2 separate regions of the Triticum aestivum genome follow, and region 2 is linked to region 1. A link is a contact called in public Hi-C data. All regions are on one chromosome and are shown on one strand. The core of a region is the stretch at or near the end of the contact, and the rest is flanking DNA. Distances in the headings are between cores, read along the strand shown.

Region 1 (6,531 bases), core at 1,807-4,306:
CTAGAGCATCAACAACTTCCTGCTTTGAATTAACCTGGATTTTCAATGGCAAAACACAAACAATGAATCATAAAGAAGACGCTTTTCCACACTAGAACTAGAATGCACTTCCACAGTATAAAAGCATAGATAGTTCTAAAAGGCCAACCTGCACAGGCATTCTTCTGAGGAAATCAATAAGTTCAGCGGGATGATCTTCGCCATCTAGCCCAGAACGAACTTTGCCAGGAGTAGCATCAAGAACCCATACCTTTAAGGAACAGAATACACATAAGAAATTTAGCTCAAAATATAATTAATAATAGTTGGCATTCCATTGTTGCCATACTCATATAACACGGAAAAGGTAGTTAAGCTTACCCTGACAGGACGGGCAAGTGGTTTTGCAGCTTGGTCTACCATACTCAAAGCCACTGCAAGCACAATTAGGTAGCTGGATAGTTATGGATTGTGTACAATATCAACACACCTAAAAGGTGTATGTCATATCAATTAGGAGAAATAAAATAGAACAAGAGAAACCTTTTCCACCAAAGCTGTGACCAACCAACACTCGAGGGGACAGCCTGAGTTGCCCTATCTGTTGTATTTAGACGGATTAGCATAGGGTAATAAGATAGTAAAAGGGAAAATTAATGTAGATAAATCGGCTGAGAAAAAAAAACAGAAATAGATATGATTTCAATTTTTTAAAGCAGGTGCTGTGCCTGCAACAGCTTCAAGCACTTCATGGCAATCAACCAAATCAGCAGAAGATCATCCCGCCTAAGGTAATCTGCATTCCATATCATATGATCCACATGTGACATTACCATGTCTCTTAAAGCTTCACTAGTCATAAACAATGCCCATAAGCAAGCTAAGTTAACGTGTATACTATGGCATCAAAAGGTATGCTAAGTCGCGAAGCACATGAAATGCTGCCTATCTCACAATGTATAAAGCTAGACAACACACACATATACAAATATTACACAGAAATGCATGTAGTCTTTCACTCTTTTATGATGCCCTTCCAAAGAAGCTACATATTTCATTTGTATTCATATTGGATGTGCCAAAACACATTTAGTGTAGATATTAGAAGATAAAAGAGAGATTAGTAGTGACAAGAAAATACAAACCAGCTTTAGAACGTCAAAAGCAGTTGAGGCAACAGTATGAGGTCCTCTTTTCTTAATTGACGCTGAGTCACCGTGGCAGCGCAAATCAACCAAGAGAAACTGCATGAAAGGAAGTCAGGTTTTAGTTTTATTTTTTCCCTGTAGTGTTAAGTTGTTCAGATCATTAGCAGAATTTTAGATGTACTGACCTGCCACATTGGAAATTCCTGAGCTAACCTCTTTGCAAAAGACCCTTCATGATAAATATAATTAATTAAATTTGTAATCTCATATCCTTGACTGAGCCAAAACATCTTTAAAATATGCCAAAGAATTTCACTCATTTTCAAACTCGAATCGAAATCGCAACTCAGACAAACATAAAATGCTCAGTTACCCCAGTTTTTCCCGCTTCCAAGGATGCCATGAAGGAGTACAGCTGTTGGTGGATCTGGTATCGATTTGTCCATAAACGAGTTCCATTGTACCTGAGATGATGTAAGTATGATTACTTGCATTGCGCCAGAACATTTCAGGCAACGAATTACGGTACAACAGAATTTGACAACCAGTGATAAATCATTGATGTGAGTGCAGCACTTACAAGGTTCCCTTGAACCAGTTCATAGGCCTGTAGGGAAAAAACAGAAATAATTAATCAGTGTGGGCAAACAACAATTTACTGCATAATTTCAAGCTTCATTACCAGAACTCCAGCATGCTTATCAGGATCAGCCTGATAAGCAATCTTTGCGTCAGCCAAAGCCACCTGAGCACAATGGCAAGGAGGGCACAACAATGACCTTGAATTGAAATTAGTCGATATCAACCGGCCACGACTAAAAACAATTTCCTAACAATACAAAAAAATAAGACCATAATTAAATTTCAGGGTGTTGGTGGTAGTACAAAAATCGACCATTATCTAACCAGAACAATGGGATTATATAATCACGGTTCAAATTTCAGAACGTCTGTGAAAATGCAAGAAATTGGTAGTTAAATTAGCAGTTGCTGCACAAATGAACAGGTCATGCAGGTTTCACATGTGAAATGGCAGCTGCTTTTACAAGTTGAATTATCGGCTCCCTACTTCACAAAGTATTTTGTTTGGTTACTAAGCATGCTGTGGTAACATTACAAACTACAGCTGTCAAGCATCATTACTTCTACACTATAGGCCTATCACGATTTTGGACACTTAAAATTACACAAAAATCGTATCAGTAAGTGCCATCGCCAACGCGTCACCCGACACAGGGCCTGAGTTTTCTGTAAAAATAAAAAGGTCCATGAAACGTTCGATCAACCCATGCAATTGTAACACTCCTCCTCTAGTGCCTCTGGCTCGGGATGATATGAGCTTGGTGACTAAGTGAACAATCACAAACATAACTATGACGAAGGAAACAGTAGGCATTGAGACGTCATCCAGCAAGAAATGTAGCTTGTATCAATTGAAGCAGAAACGCATTCCTTCAGTCACCCTGATCGCATCTACATTGCGCCCATCGCCACCCGCCGCCGTATCCTCACCCCCTCAAAATTGCACCAAAACCTCGCATCTAGCTCCAGTTAACAAACGCGCGGAGAGGGCACCCGCGGTCGCACCATGCCCCTCGCGTGACGAACTGGCCGAGTATATAACCTAATTAAGGACGATTCGATCACCGAAACCAAGTTAGAGAACAGTACCTGGCGGGGGAGGGGCCACGACGCGCGAGCCCTGGTCTCCTGCCGCGGCGGCGCGAGGCCCGCGGCGAGCGGAGGATCCCACCTCAGCTCCGCGGAGAGGGCGCGCGGCAGCGGTGCGCCGGCCGCCGCCATCAGATCACCGGCGAGTAGTGGGGTGGAAGCACCGAGAGGGGGGAATTGTTGGTGTGTCCGTGGGCTTGCCGCGTCACCACAATAAACGAATTAATCGTTTTTGTTTATTCCGCCGTGGGCGAAGAAAAAGCTAGAGGCGGAGAACCCAAGGAGCGGGAGAGAGGCTGCCGTGTGGGGTAGCTGGCCACCTGGCGTCCCCTTCCGTCGCTGACGGTGGGTCCTTTGCTATTTTTTTTTGAGGATCAGTCCTCTACTGTAAGGTCCTGCTTAGCCGAGCGCCCGGGCAGTGAGGGCATGTGCATCAGTTTAGATAGCTGCTGTCTATAGGTTACGTATACGTCAATTTACAGAGAGTACAAAAGACGCTCGTAGGCTGCCTATTGGACAATCTGTAGCATACCCACGATGTAAATTTCTGGTCGTGCGCGTGGTAAGTTTTGTAGGCAAGGGAAACAGATCGCGAGATTTTTAGGAGAACAATAGACGGACTTTCCATACAACGGCAAAAAGGCCGTTGGTTAGCAGTGAAGTTTATGGCAACAGATCGTCTTTATTCTTTTTTTTTAGAAAAGGAGGACGACCCCCGGCCTCTGCATCTGAGCGATGCATACGGCCATTTTATTAATTATTGACACAAGACCGTACATAGTCATACAACAATAAGTCTAAAGCCACCAAAACAAGCAACAACTGTCGCTATCCCTATCCAGTTGATGTAGGGGCGCTGAAAGTCTGGGCCTAATACCAAACAGACCACGCAGCCAAACCTAAACATCTAAAGACTTGAGGTCCCACCCAGGACGCCTGCCTGGTATGGGCACCCACCAGTCCGGCGTGCTTCTCAACAAAGACCCCTGCCGGGTATGAGGCCGCCGCAGCCGCCTGCCACCAATCCATCTTCAGAGTTGTACTGTTGCACCGACCTTGCCAGGCCTATCTGCCATCAACGCCACCATGACGCCAGACAGCTTCCACCTCCTGCACGAGTCCATCTCCGCGCATCAGACGCCGAGTCTCCACAGCGCCACGCCGCCGAGATCCGCCACCATCAATGTGTAAGATGAAGCACCGCTCCACCAAAGTCACCGTCCTCTAGTCCCTCGAGCCCGTGTGCACCTCCAAGAATGACGCCCCCAGGGGGGAAACGACACCAGCGAGCCGCCGTCATCCGATCTACTGATCTAGGGTTTCCCCCGGAGGTAGCAGAGAGTGGCCTTGAACTTCTCCACGACGATGCCTTCAGGAAGGAAACGACGCAGACAGCGTCGCCATCGCCGGCCTTGGCAATCGCCAATAGCAGGTTTTCACCTGGATTTGATCGAAGACCTCCATCCCTCGTGCACGGGTCGCCAAACCGCCGGGCACGCACCACCGGAACCACAATCCGTCGGCCAACCCCAAAGCGTTGCCGCCGCGAGGTCAGCTTTGGCTGGGGCGCCGGCAGCCATCCCCGACCCCCGGCCCATCCCACCTCCTCCCCCCCGGATGAAGAAGAGGAGGGGAAGGCCGAGGCCGAGGCCACCACTGCTGCGCCGACCCCTCCGCCAGCCGGCCACGGCGGAGGAAGCCGCCCGCAGCCCGCACCGCCAGCAGCCCGCCCCAACCAGATCTGGATCGAGCCGCCGCCGTCACCACACCAGCCGAGCACCACCGAGGAGCAGCCCATCACGCCACCCGCACACCCGCGCGCCAACCTGCGCCGATGAGGGGCCGCGCCGCGGCGCCCCGCGAGAACGCCGTGACCAGATCCAGGTCGGCCGGCCCGCGCCAGCCCTCCCGAACGAGGCGATGAAGACGCCCCGCCGCCGCCGGCGCCGGCCGGGCTTCGCCCGGGCGCGCCCTCTGGCGGCGGCGGGAGGAGGAGGAGGAGAAGAGAGGTGGAGAGGCGGCCGGCGGCTAGGGTTCCTCCCCTGCCGCCCGCGGGAGCACCAGAGGAGGACGAGTCTTTATTCCTACAGACGGGCATCTTCTCTCTGCTCTATCCTGTGCCGGAAAGGACAAGGTCAACGGCGAACAATGCTTAGTTGCTTGGGATACAATAGCTCGACCCATTTGTCTGGGTGGCCTCGGAGTGAAAAGCCTCAGGACGCAAGCACTGGCTTTGCGTGTCAGATGGGAATGGTTGCGTAGAGTGGACTGCAACAGGCCTTGGCAAGGTATTCCGATGATTGAAGACAAGGAGGCCAAGATGGTCTTTAACAACATGGTGAAATTTGAGATGGGCAATGGGGAGAGAACCTTATTTTGGAAGGACAGATGGATTCATGGTTTCACGGCCGGAGAGATCGCCCCTGCTATTCTCGAGCTGGTTGGCACCCGCGCTCGCAATACTCGGACGGTGCATCAGGCGTTGATCAACAACGCATGGTCCCTGGATGTGCATGGTGACATCTCTTTCATAGCTCACATTCAAGTGGCTAACCTCTGCCATGCAATCGCCACAGTGGACAAAAATGAGGAGCTTGAGGATACGTTTCATTGACCGGCCGACGCCAAGGGCGTCTATACTGCTAGATCAACTTACTCTAGGCTTTGCATGGGTGTTACTAGATCCCCAACGGCTGACTGCATCTGGAGGAGTTGGGCCCCTTTGCGTTGCAAAATCTTCGCTTGGCTTGCTGTGCAACATCGCTTGTGGACGTCGGATCGGAGGGCAAGGCACGGGCTACAAGATGACCCCTCACCCTGCTACACTTGCCTGCAAGAGGAGGATAACGTGGATCATATCCTCACCCAATGCCCATACGCTCGAGAAGTTTGGCATAGATGTTTCGAGGCCTTACACATCAACATCCTACCGCCCACTCACGCGGACTCGTTCACAGAGTGGTGGCTGGACAAGAGGAAAAACTTCGCTGGCCGAACCAAACGCGGCTTCGACTCCTTCGTGATTGCGACTGTTTGGCTGTTGTGGAAGCAACGGAACGCTAGGGTATTTCATAGACTGCACAAGCATAGGTCCCCACCGCAGTTGACTGGCCACGTGTTGGCTGAGGTCCGCGATTGGAGGTTAGCTGGACTAGGTGTAGGTGGTTTAGACCCATTCTGTGAGAGAGCGACCTAGTGTGTGATAGTGGTGTGGGTGTGGGGTTCCCGCCAGTCAGATGTTCGCATCTTGGCCTGGTATCTTGTAAATATTGTTTCTGCCTTCTATAAAAATATGATACGCCATTGGCGTACTCTCGAAAAAAACATCGTTGAAAATCCTATTTGGCGCATCTTATAGACCGATGACTATATACCATTGTACATGCCCTGAGGAGTGTGGTCGTCCCCCCCCCCCCCCCCCCCCCCGCGGCCCATGGTATGCCTACCAATTGTCACCGACACTTCTAAAAAAAGCAAGGTGCGGGGGTGCGGGGGAAAAGCAATTGTCACCGGCAGACGGGAGCTCCTGCAAATCCTAATATTACTTTGCACAGTTGGGCGCACACCCCTCCACACGATGGGCCAGCCCATTTGTATTTTTCTCTTTTTCTAAAAGACGCAAAAGATGCGCACTGAGGTGGATTCGAACACAAAACGTGGAGAATTAGTGCAATATACGGGATAACTACCCAACCAACTTCACATTCTATGCCCCTCAAAAAAAAAAACTTCA
Region 2 (6,531 bases), core at 2,850-5,349, 660 kb after region 1:
TAATGAATGATGAGATGTGAAGGAAGGAGTCCGGGGCTAGATCATGGAAATCTAGTCCGTAGTAAAAGATGAGCCCTCGAACAAAGGGATGAAGGGAGAAACCTAGCCCCCAGAGGAAGTGAGGGATAAATACGACCCTCTCATTGGGTCTAGGAGTAGGGATAACCTGCCCTTGTGCAGGAAGCGGGTCTCGGCCTCCTTATAAAGATGACGAATATCAAACGTCCCCTACGTGGCCTTAAAACATGCATATTCCCAAGGAATCATACCAACGGGACGGTTGGGTTACGCACGCCCGTGTTGATGAGAATCCCGCAATAAGGGGACACGATCTCCACTTCGACAAGACGTGCCAATAAAATCGCCTTGCAAAGCGTGGAGCAGCAGGTTGGAAAAATGATTTGAAATAATGGCCGAGCGATGACGTAATGTCATGTTGCAAAAGCTGCCAGCAGATTGGACTCGTGAAATATTATGCTCTCCATGGTGGTATATGGAATTTGTTTTGCAGAGCCAGACACGATTCTTATGTTGAAGATCTGCTTTGGAGTATTCGGAGAAGGAACCCGCCTTGCAATGCCGAAGACAATCGCGCCAGACTCATCATCATTGAAGCCTAGTTCAGGGGCTACTGAGGGAGTCCTTGATTAAGGGGTCCTCGGACAGCCGGACTATATACATGTGCCGGACTGTTGGGCTATGAAGATACAAGATAGAAGACTTCGTCCCGTGTCCGGATGAGACTCTCCTTTGTGTGGAAAGCAAGCTTGGCGATTTGGATATGAAGATTCCTTTCTCTATAACCGACTCTATGTAACCCTAGCCCCTCCAGTGTCTATATAAACCGGAGGGTTTAGTCCATAGGACGAGAACAACCATAATCATAGGCTACCTTCTAGGGTTTAGCCTTTACGATCTCGTGGTAGATCAACTCTTGTAATACTCATATCATCAAGATCAACCAAGCAGGAAGTAGGGTATTACCTCCATAAGGGCCCGAACCTGGGTAAACATTGTGTCCCCCGCCTCCTGTTACCATTAGCCTTAGACGCACAGTTCGGGACCCCCTACCCGAGATCCGCCAGATTTGACACCGACATCAGCGCCTCCACATCCACCCAGCAATGCCGCCCACTCCCACGTCGCCCGTCATCGTCGTATTGCCGCCGGGAGGCCGACTGCTTCTCACCCCCTCGCCCCCAGCCACCCCCGACCAAGAAGCCGCCCCGCCGCCCAGCCATATCCTCACCGGCATGCTCATCGGACGCCGGCGGGGAAGCTAGATGGTCCGTGTGCACCGCGACTTCCTTCGTCGGCCGTCTCCTTCGTCATCGCCCGCAAGTTGTTCGACAGTTTGCCAAGGTACAAAATGGACTCCACTGACGAGTTCTTTTTTCACAATTTCCTTTGCGACTCCGATGATTCGTCGTCCGATGACGAGGAGGAGATATTGGTTGCCGTGTTGGTCCATCACCACCTCAACAACCAGCGGCCGTTGTTCCGTGGCTCCATTCTGGGCCACCTTCCGGCGTTGAATCACAATCGAGAGAGCGGGCATTTCCTTCTTTGGAAGGACTACTTTGATACAACAAATCCGTTGTTCAAACAAATCCGTTGTTCAAACATCAAAACTTCCGCCGCCGTTTATGTATGAGTAGGCATCTTTTCAACCGCATTAGAGAGGGGGTGGTCGGCTATGATGACTATTTCGAGTGCAAAGTGGATGCCGTTGGCAAGATTGGTTTTTCCTCCTATCAAAAATGCACTACCGCCAGCCGAATGCTTGCATATGGAGTGCCCGGTGATCTCATTGACGAGTATGTCCGTATGAGCGAGTCTATTTGCCTAGAGTCCCTGTATAAGTTCTACAAGGCTGTTATTGCTGTGTTTGGCCCTGAGTACTTGAGAGAGCCGACTGCTGAAGATACAGCCCGTTTGTTGGCGATGAATGCCAGCAGGGGCTTCCCAGGGATTCTTGATAGCATAGACTGCATGCATTGGGAGTGGAAGAACCGCCCTTCTGCTTGGCAAGGGCAGTATAAGGGCCATATCAGGGCTTGCACTATCATACTAGAGGTCGTGTCGTCTCAAGATCTCTGTATCTGGCACTCTTTCTTTGGAATGGCCGGATCACACAATGATATCAACGTGCTTCAGCGCTCGCCGGTGTTTGCTAGGCTTGCCGAAGGCAACAACCCACTGGTGAACCTTACTGTCAACGACCACAACTACGACAAAGGATACTACCTGGGTGATGGTATCTATCCTCAGTGGACCACTATTGTCAAGACAATACTCAACCCTGTCGGAGAGAAGAGGAAAATATTTTCCCAAGAGCAAGAGAGTGCTAGGAAGGATGTCGAGCGTGCCTTTGGTGTTTTGCAATCTCGATGGGGCATCGCTCGGTATCCTGCTAATACCTGGAGCACGCAGAAACTATGGGAGGTGATGACTACTTGTGTGATTATGCATAATATGATCGTAGAAGACGAGCGCCCGGAACGTCTGTACGATCAAGGGTTTTAGTTTCAGTGTGAGAATGTTGTGCCTGAGCATAGAGGAGCGGCAACGTTTGAACAATTCACCAAATTTCATCAAGACATGCGTGATTGGGAAATTCACGTGCAACTGTAAAATAATTTGGTTGAGCATATGTGGGCTCATGTTGGCAACCAATAAATGTATCTTCTTTTATTCGTTTGCAAAACTATGTGAGATATTTTTATTTTTAATCGGCTTGTAATAACTATGCTATTTTATTCGGTCCAAACTATGTTATTTGATTCAAACTACGCAAATTCATGCAAGATAGGGGGGGGGGGGGCAGCCGGCCACGCCAGCACATATGGGTCGGCGCGTTGGGCGCGCTGCCAACCCATATCTAAAACAGGGCGGACGCCGGATGGGAGGCCAACCCAAACAGACAAAAGCAGACGAAATTGCCGTCCGTTCGGGTCGCCTCAGGGCATCACCAACGCGAGGCGCTTGTTCATGCGACTGGAGAGTAAATTAAAAATATTTTTATGCATAAGCGCATGCTTAGCGTCCCTACCTCCAATGCTTTATACGTAGGTATTCACTCAGGTCTAAGCCAGTTTACACGACGAAAAACTTGAAGCGCCCGATGAAACATCTGGCATCGACGCTAGCAATATTTCCAGGATCGGGTGGGAATCGCCCAAAACAGTCAGGATTCTCACATGGCATTGGTCCTTAGCGCCTGCATTGTAGGTGCTCTCATTGGAGTCGCTCCAAGTGATCATGAACATCCAATGAGGATAAAGCCTGCGTTGACGGTTGACGCCTACCTTAACTTACCACCGACGCAGGAGAAATGCGGCCGAGAGAGATATCGAGAGTGGAAGGACGAAGCAAGTACCGGGATGGACCGAGTGGCCCACGGGATGGGAAACAGACAAACCCCCGAAATGGGCAGGGAGAAAAATGCTGCTGCCGATGACGACGGAGGAAGCCTCTCAAAAGTTTTCTGCTCGTCACCACGCCATGCATCCCCATCCCAACTGTGATGTGATCCAATAATTTGGAGCAACCCCTCTTGCTCTTGGTCTTATCCTCCACCAACCTGCCTTGGCCTACCCTCGCTAGCCGAGCCTCAACCTCTGGAGGTTCGACCCAAAATTTGCAATCCATCCACGCATAACTAAAAATTCATGAGCACCGAAACAGTTTCCACTTTCCACGACGGCGCGCCGGAGAAGAACACACGTACCCCACCACGACTCGACCGCTGCATCCGGGCCCACTGTCAAGGACGCGCACGGTACTAGGAGCAAGTACAATAGAGCTGAGTCAGCTGGCTATAAGAAATAAACTAGTATATTCTTGCTTAGTTGGAGGAAAGAGAAAAAGAGAGAGAAGGGAAGCGGGCTCTTGGTGAAGAGTCAGCTCTAGCACGTGCTCCTAGACACTTTGTGAGAGTGAAAGGTGGGTCATATAATAAAAAAATAGTACACTCTTCTAATCAACTATTGTACATATTAGCTATAAGATGCGCTATAAATGACATGCCAATGACTTATAGCCAGCAGTTGGCTATACTATTAACCATGCTCTAATAGAAGAAGCACCCGCCGCTTCGTTCTCCTCTGTCAAACGAAACGACAGTACACACCCAAGCCAGCCGGTGCGTGCATGTGTAGTTACGCGAGGAATCAATCGAGGTAATTATACCCCGCGCGCGGCCTAATCAAAGCCCAAATTTAAGAGCCATTGCTGCACGCAACGCAGCACGCCATACCTTTGCCATACCCTGCGTCCTCTGTGTTCGTCTTCTCCTCCTCCCGTGGCACCGCAACCGCAGTGGTAGTGCTACAGTGCCAAGCGGCGGGCGGGCGTGCGGGCTTCTCGTGGCCTCGACGCCTCGTGTCGTCTGATCTGAGCGAGTAGAGCAAGGGGGCGGCAGCACGGAGGGGATTCCCATCGCGCGCGGGGGTCGCTGGCTGCTTCCTCGCTCGAAGCGCCGGGCGTCAGGTAATGGAGGATTTCAGTCCCCCTCCCACGGTCTCTGCAGTTGTTCTTGGGCGATTTTTAGTTGCCAGGGCGGCGACAGTTTTCTTGCGGCAAAATTCTCTGCAATGCCGCGGGGTTTTCCTGGATGTATTCCTTGCTCAAGCCCGTCTTGCTATCTTCGCCCAGGGATTATCTTGTGCACTTCCTCTGCTTTGCTTGGTTGGGCGGCGAGCGGAGTGAATTTCCTGCAAATTTGTTGCTTCCTCTGCTGATTTCTCGCCCTTCGCACGGTCCTTTCGTTTCTTTCCGTGCGTGTTTTTTTAGGAGAAGTTGAATTGCGCATTTGCAGCTTTTCCAGGGGGGGACGGGGCGGTGGTGGTTCGATCCGGTTCTTGTGTTCCGCCAAAAAGTCCACTCTCTTTTCAGTTCAGCGCAGCTTTTGCCGCTCTTCAAAAGTGATAATTTTTTTTTCTCAGTTCCTCTATCTTTTGGCCTTCTCTTCCTTTTCCACGGTAAGTTGAATTTTAGTACTCCTTCGTTTTATGATAGTATAAGTCGATTTGCATTTTGGTGCAAAGTACTCCCAACTTTTTCAATTCGCCAAACGGCAATTATGTTCTTCAAGTCTCTTTACTGTTCCCATAGACCGGAAATTGCGCGCGGAGTACTGCAGATGCAATTTTCGGGCCTTTTCCCCTTCGCCCCGTATTCCAAAAATCTTTTTTCTCGGGTGGAAATTTACTTCATGGACAGGCCCGAATTGGCCTTTCTCTGAATTCTCGGAATCCTAAGAGATTTCCGTATCTTTCTTTTACTTGGCCTCTGCAACTGCAACTGGTTTGGGTAGTTGGCATGTGAGATGTGAGCGAATAATGGCACGAGCTGGGTTGTTGAGAAGAGGAGTAGTGTCTCTGCCTGCATATGATTCTGGGTCGAGGGATTCAACTGCAGCTCGGAAGGTGGGAATTTTATTTGTGTGCGGAATCTTGACCCCAAAGGAAAGGATTGGTGTTGGAACATGCGCTAAAGGTGGTTGCTTGGAGCATAATTGACCTGCTGAATTAATTTACTACTGCTTGGTTAGCTTCCACTGATGGAAATTCTCCATTCCAAGCCACTACTGATGCTGGATTCTGGCCTCTTCAGAAAGTAACACTAGATGTCTCTTCGTCTTCGGTTTTGAGTTCTTACTTGAGCTGCAAAATGTTTCTGAACACCTGTTTTTGTGTCCTTGTTCGCGGTGTTAGATGAGCGTTGGTGTGTTCTTAATCTTAGTTTGCAATATTTTTCCTTGTAGATACAAAACGTCCACGTCTAGCAGGCTTTATTATTCATATTTTTAGTTGTTAGCATATCACAGCGTGTTTCAGTTATGTTATATCATGCTTTAATTATAACGAATTTCACTTTTGCAGGGTTTACCAACAAAACTTTACCCAGCTATGATGAATTAGCCGGAGAATAATCGATGGCGACTGAGGTCGATCAAACTTTTTTTGCGTGGTCACAAGGAGAAACAACTGACCTGGGTGTTTCTGAAGTAAGTTTTCGGAGATATTCATACCTCGCGTAATTTGAATTATGCATACTATGTGAATCAACCAGAAACGCTGCTTTTATTCTGAATTAGTAGAAAATAACATTCCAGTTCTGTTCCTGGAAAGAGTTTTGCCCCCAGCTAGTAGACTCACCTGCTTCTCTATGTTGTTTTCTTACTTCCCTAAGGGAGTTTCTGTATCCCAGACACTCAATCATGGTTCCGTGTCCTTCGGAAGGTTTGAACTCGAGTCACTATCTTGGGAGAAGTGGTCTGTATTTAGTAATGACAAACGCCATGAAGAGTTTGTTAAGTTCAATGGTTTAGTAGCTCAGAAGAAGGCATATTTTGAAGAGTACTACAAGAAGATCAGGGAACTCAAGGCTTCACAGCAGCAAATTCAGCAAACTGAACTTACCTTGGAATACAGTGGTGATGGCAGCGATTCTAGCCAAACGGAAGATATGCCGCATGAAGAGCTTGAAACTCCCACAGGATCTGGAACAATTGTGTACGATTATGTG

Evidence for each region. Hi-C and Micro-C count contacts between places; a contact is called where the count stands out from the background.
Region 2: a contact with region 1 is called in a Hi-C map of leaf, with 6 times the contacts expected there. The contact joins the promoter of LOC123071793 here to the promoter of LOC123071789 in region 1. A contact is called at or near these places in 2 of 5 Hi-C or Micro-C datasets (both in leaf).

The regions. Positions count from the first base shown.
Region 1 is chr3B:691,828,561-691,835,091 of IWGSC CS RefSeq v2.1, forward strand. It overlaps LOC123071789 (putative esterase/lipase HI_0193), which reads right to left and starts at 3,057. Exons shown (of 13, transcript XM_044495371.1): 1 at 2,799-3,057; 2 at 1,810-1,956; 3 at 1,708-1,734; 4 at 1,501-1,591; 5 at 1,313-1,356; 6 at 1,125-1,223; 7 at 523-580; 8 at 361-413; 9 at 149-250; 10 at 1-34. The coding sequence starts at 2,930.
Region 2 is chr3B:692,484,023-692,490,553 of IWGSC CS RefSeq v2.1, forward strand. LOC123071793 (protein WVD2-like 7) reads left to right here and starts at 4,100. Exons shown (of 9, transcript XM_044495375.1): 1 at 4,100-4,491; 2 at 5,886-6,010; 3 at 6,196-6,531. The coding sequence starts at 5,939.